2 separate regions of the Columba livia genome follow, and region 2 is linked to region 1. The links are chromatin contacts, called in public Hi-C maps. All regions are on one chromosome and are shown on one strand. The core of a region is the stretch at or near the end of the contact, and the rest is flanking DNA. Distances in the headings are between cores, read along the strand shown. Region 1 overlaps MARCHF8 (membrane associated ring-CH-type finger 8). Region 2 holds the start of MARCHF8 (membrane associated ring-CH-type finger 8).

Region 1 (2,700 bases), core at 32-2,531:
TCCTAGTCTGGCTTTGTGCACCTGCCTGGCTCAGGTCTGGCTGGCTGTGCTGGTTTTTGTGCAGCCCCACCTGGTGTTGATACTTTTGTTGTTCTGCTGATTGTGTTGTTCCTTCCTGGGTTTCAGGCTTTGCTTTGCAGATGAAAAGAGCTGTAAACTTTGTTTGAATTTTGAAATGCAAGCAGCGTTTTGCAGCAGTGGGTGAGTGGCACAGCCTATCCAACACCTGTGGAACATGGGAGAACCAGGTTTAAAGATTCTCTACTATGAAGTTATCAGTGCAGGTCTCCTCCTTGCCAAAACCTCTAGGAGAAGTTGAGTAGTTTTTGTTAATGGCCCACAGAATATAGTGGCAGAAAATGCCTATAACAGTAGCCCATTGAGTTCCAGCTATGAGACTGATGGTTTTTACCGTATTGATTTTAGAGGCTTGTCTGTTAAGTGTTAAATATGCCAAGAGCTTAGCTTTATCTTTTTGAGTGCAGCTGAATTCTTCAGTTATTTTATTTCTCACTGTGCTCTTATTGGGTCTCACAAACGTGACTGCTGCCCCACCTCTTCTCCAAGTAGGTGGAATAGCCTGTCTGAGAATGAGCAGGATGAAAGGCTTCACAAAGTATGAAGAGTACTTCAGGAAATGGTCTGGTTTGGCAGATGGTGCTCATGTGCCTATGCTAGTATGGAAAATAAGTCTCCAAATAGTGTCTGAGTTTCTGAATTACTGGTGGTTCTGTCTTGTGGGGAAAAAAAATACACAACAGGCCTCTAATGTCTTGTAATCATTATAAGTGGAAGGATTAGCTATTATGTGGTAGCTAAATTCCAACTAGTCTATACACACACCTCCATCTAATTCTGATTACCGTAGCATTGCTCATTTCCTAAGCTATTGTTCTGTGCAATGTTTGACAGCTGGCAGGTTCCACTCCAGAGATGGCTGCATTTGACCTTGGGGTAAAATGTTTCTGTTCAACTTACTACTTTTCCAAGGATGAGACTGCATGACCTCCCTTTTTTGCATTTGACAGTAAAGCCACTTTCTTGCAACTAGCCCTTGACTGTCTGATACAGAATTATATCTGACTCCATATGCTGTGTTTAACCCTGAGGGCAGTTGCTGTGTGTACCAAACTCTTCTGACTTGTGACTTGCTGTTTGTTTTAATTTCACTGCAGGCTGGAAGTCCAACCTCTGTCTCTGCCCCTCATAGCTTCTCTCGGACTTCTGTTACCCCATCCAACCAGGACATCTGCAGGTAAAGTCTGTTGTTTGCATGGCTACAGTGAGGCCCGTGTGAGGGTTAAATTAAGCAAAACCAAAACTGAAAAAGCACATGTATGGGGAAGTAAGCAATGTGGGGTTGCCATTTGAAGCATCTCATTTGTTTGACATAACTGCTGTCTAACACTGTTCGGTTGAATCCCACTGACTGTTTGGCCCTGCTATGTTTGCTGTTCCCACACTAGCCGTAATTCTCGTTTCTTCACTTTTAATTGTGTGTTCTCTTATGTAATTGTTTTTTACTTTCTGTGCTTTTATTCCACTGTTCTGCATGCAGTTCCAGTGCAGTGTTTTCTGAGTGTTGTCATCAAAGTCCAGTGCAGTCTGCTGTTGTCTTGAAAAATCCTCACTGCCAGAGCCCTCTGACACAAGGGGTCACTGTGACAGTAATCTGTCAGGACACGTTACATGCAGCAAAGAGAAACTCCCGTGGGCAGGATCGGGGCCAGGCACTCAGGTCTGCTAAGAATGTAAAGCCCACCCGCACTCTGAAATTCTCCAAGTCCCTCAATGACGTGGACCAGAAGGCGCAGAGCACCAGTGAGTGCTTTGACTATGTGGAGCGAACACGCTCAGAAGGCAAACTGATCCCGACTCAAGAGCAGTGTTTAAGGATTAACAAATTTCATCTTAAAGAGAGGAAACCGCTAAATCTCAGGCCTCTTTCTTTTAGCAATTCTAAGCACTCCTACATCCCTTCCCTTTCCAACTACTCAAGTGCATCAGGAGGAGCGGAGAACCACAGCGCTGTGCATATCCCCTTGCTGGAGGACAAAGTGGACCATGACACCTCAAGGAGCAAAAAACTGTTGCGCTACCTTTTTTCCTTCTCCCACACCTCCAGCACCAGCAGCCTGCATAAGTTCCATGAACTGGAGAGCTATTCCAGTCACTTCCAAGCTGAGAAATCCTCCAGTGTGCTGGTGGAAAGCACGGACTTCTGCTCTGATGAAATGGGAGATGATGACGTCTTTGAGGACAGCACCTCAGTGAAATTGAAAACAAAAGAGCAGCGCGCACCGCTCTGTTCAGTTGAGAAGGACAGTGACCTTGACTGCCCTTCCCCCCTCTCAGAAAATTTCCCCCCCCTCTCCCCTGTGTCCACATCGGGGGATACATGCAGGTTGGTTTACCAGAGAACCACCTACCTTCAAGCCCTCCCATGTGTGATGGTGGCCGTTCTGCTTTCCCCCTGCCTTTGTGTTCCTTCTGTCTTTCACCCTGTCACCTTGCTTTAATACGTGTGATTTGAAGCATGCAGTCCTCTCGCTGCTGTCCTGCACCCCTCTGAGGCACTTAACAAGGCTACTAAGCAAAATCATTTCCTGTGGATTTAAATAAATTCTCTTGCAATTTGTTTTAGGGTTGGGGTTCTGGAATGGTATTTTTATCTCTATCGGTGCCCAAACTGAGAATCAG
Region 2 (2,700 bases), core at 168-2,667, 84 kb before region 1:
AACAGCGGGATACAATCCCGGCCTGAAAAATAATTTTAAAAACCCACAATGAAACAGAGTATGAAGGAAGAAAACAGCCTCACCTGAGATAGCCCTGTGGCCGCAAGGTAAGCCAGCAGTACAGCTTTGGATGGGAACTGATTTTCTTTACAGGCCAGCATTACGATAAACTGCCTCCTAAGAGAACACAATTATAATCACATGTGCAAGCTACCATACTCTGTCTTAAAAGGGGATACAATCTAAATATCTGTTTTTTAACTTCAGTCTTCATAGGACTAAATAGGAGCTGTAGACACATTCTCCCTGGAAGACACGCTGTGTGGTCTGTGGGCGGTGCTTCTCTACCTTCACTTCATGGGTGTGCTGGGTCCTAACTCTGAAATGTAGTGAAAGAATTTCAGCCCAGCTTCTCTGTGCTCTGAAAAACTATTATGTCATTTTTCTGTAGGGGGTGGTTGTACTCTGCATCAAAAGGGTTTACCTTACTCATTTTATGGTTTTCTCATTGTTTTCTAAGGGTAAATGTAATCTCCCTGGAGTCCTGTAAATTAATTGATGTGAAAAAGTGCAGACTTGGGAGATGAAAAACTTGGACTAGGTCTAGTGAATGAACTTGCATGTTAAGTCAGCAGCTTTGCTTGCTTTCTGTCAGTTTTTTCTCTTAATAGCATCTGCTTTTCTGTCTGTGCTGTACTGACAAAGAGTTCAGCGGGGCTGCTTGACTTCCACCTCTTTTCCACTTATTCCCCAGCGGGACAGATACCATGTCTGGACAGAGGAAATCTCTCCAGTTGCATTTGCTCATTAAACTCTCACTTTGCTTTTTTCCCCCGTATAATTCACCTCTTGTCCTGGCTCACCTCTTCCAGTATACCTCAGGACATTCCCAAGGAGATTCCTCTTTGGGAAGAAATGACTGAGGTGTGCGACTTTCACAATGGAAGAGTAAAACAGCAACAGAGAGTATGGCACCCAGATATAGCTATGGGGTAAACTTCATTAGCATCCTTTTAGTACTTTTTGTTTACATAATCTTCTGATGGTAAATCAATACATGCAGGTGAATAACTAATACAAAACACCTTATGAAGGTGGCTATAGGGCATCTTCAGGCTTACAGCATATATACACTTTTTAAAAGTTACGGGGCACCTTGTGATGTTAGTTCACCTATCTACTTCTGCTAAAGACTAAAGAACAAGCCCCTCGGACATGACATTAGCATCACCGTTTGTGGCAGCAGGAGGTAAGGGTGAGAGTAAAAGTTCACGACAACTGGAAACCGATCGCTTCGCTGTCGATTTTCACCTCGCAGCTCCCGGTAAGTCACCGTCCCGCAGGGGGAGCCGCGGCCCCGGCGCCGTGCGGCCGCCTCGCTTCCCCGTCCTGCTCCGGGCCATGGCGGCGGGGGCGGGCCGGGGCGGGGCGGCGCGGTGACAGGCAGCCCGGCCGGCCGGGGAGCCGCGGTAAACAGGAGCTGGGCGAGGGAGCCCGGGGGGCCCCGGCCCCGCAGGAGCCTCGAAGCCCCCGGCGCCACGGCCCGCCGCCTCCCGGCCCCGGGCATGGGTAGCAGCAATAGCCGCCGCAGCCGAAGGAGGAGCCGCCGGCCCGGGCCCTGTGCAGGGCACCAAGGTAGGCTTGGCCGCCGCCCTGGCCGCGGGGAGCCGCCGCCGCTTCCTCCGAGGGGGCGAGCGGGGTCCGCCGCCCCTCCGGCGTGAGGAGGCCGGCGCCGGCGTCGCCGCCGCGGGGCTGGCCCGGGGAGGGCTGCCCGCGGTGCCGCTCGGCCGGCGCGGGGTCCGCCTGCCCCGGGGGGCGCTGCCCTGCGGCCGCCGCTGGGTCGGACCCGCGGCCACCACCTCGTCCCTCCGGGTCCGGCGGCGGGACCGCCCGCCCGCAGGTGCAGCACCTCCTGGAAGTCGGTCGGTGCCGACGGCGAGCAACAGGCAGCTGTACGCGGGCGGCGTGGCCCGGCCCGCAGCTGCTCCCCGGGGGACCGGCCGCGGTGGCGTGGCGTGGCGTGGCGTGCCGGCCAGGGCAGCGCGGCGCGGCCGCGGGGGTCGCCTCCAGCAGCCCGCGGGGCGGGGGCTGCGGCGGAGCCTCCCGTCGCTGGCCGGCGCGGAGCCGCTCGGAGGGTGAGGGCTGTTCCTCTGTCGGAGCTGGGGAAGCGACACCTAATTCATTGGTAAGAGGCTTTTCCACCTCCGTCGTCTTTGTCTGCTCAGCCTTAGCTCGTCTGTGTGCGCTGGCGCCGGGAGCATTAGCATTGCTCGGGAGAAACGAGAGCGGATCAGCTGGCTGAGAAAGGCTCTGTGTCTGCACCGGGTCTGCGATTTGGAGGAGGACCTGAATTTGCGTTCAGTTAGTGATGTGGAACAAAGATATACCAGAGGTAAAACTGCATGCAAGATGTGCTGGTCGCAACGTGTTCGTAACGAGTCATGAAGTTTCACGGCAGACTGAGAAATAGTCGGAATTCCTTCATGCTTCCTGGAGATAGCTGGCAAATAGAGTAATGCTCAAGTTGTTCTGAACTGTAACACTTTAACTTTTCTTCTTTTTTAGCATGCTGGTAGTGCAAACAAAGCTTGAATTATAACATGCCAATGCGAAATCCACTTGTTTCAAACTGCAGTGTGAGAGAGCAGACAGCTCAGGCTTTGTAGTTGGCAAAGGACCTGTGTACTTCTGAGCACAGCA

The links. Hi-C and Micro-C count contacts between places; a contact is called where the count stands out from the background.
Region 2: a contact with region 1 is called in a Hi-C map of crop, with 2.1 times the contacts expected there. The contact joins the promoter of MARCHF8 here to the enhancer-like site in region 1. A contact is called at or near these places in 2 of 2 Hi-C or Micro-C datasets (crop and liver).

Annotation. Positions count from the first base shown.
Region 1 is chr6:18,005,197-18,007,896 of bColLiv1.pat.W.v2, reverse strand. It overlaps MARCHF8 (membrane associated ring-CH-type finger 8), which reads left to right. Exons shown (of 11, transcript XM_065067334.1): 7 at 1,176-1,255; 8 at 1,559-2,404. Among named protein-coding and RNA genes, the nearest start is that of ALOX5, 15 kb to the right of the region's middle. Within about 2 kb of position 1,281, at least 1 of the 3 cell types and tissues checked has an H3K27ac peak away from gene starts, as active enhancers do.
Region 2 is chr6:18,089,204-18,091,903 of bColLiv1.pat.W.v2, reverse strand. It overlaps MARCHF8 (membrane associated ring-CH-type finger 8), which reads left to right and starts at 1,417. Exons shown (of 11, transcript XM_065067334.1): 1 at 1,417-1,635.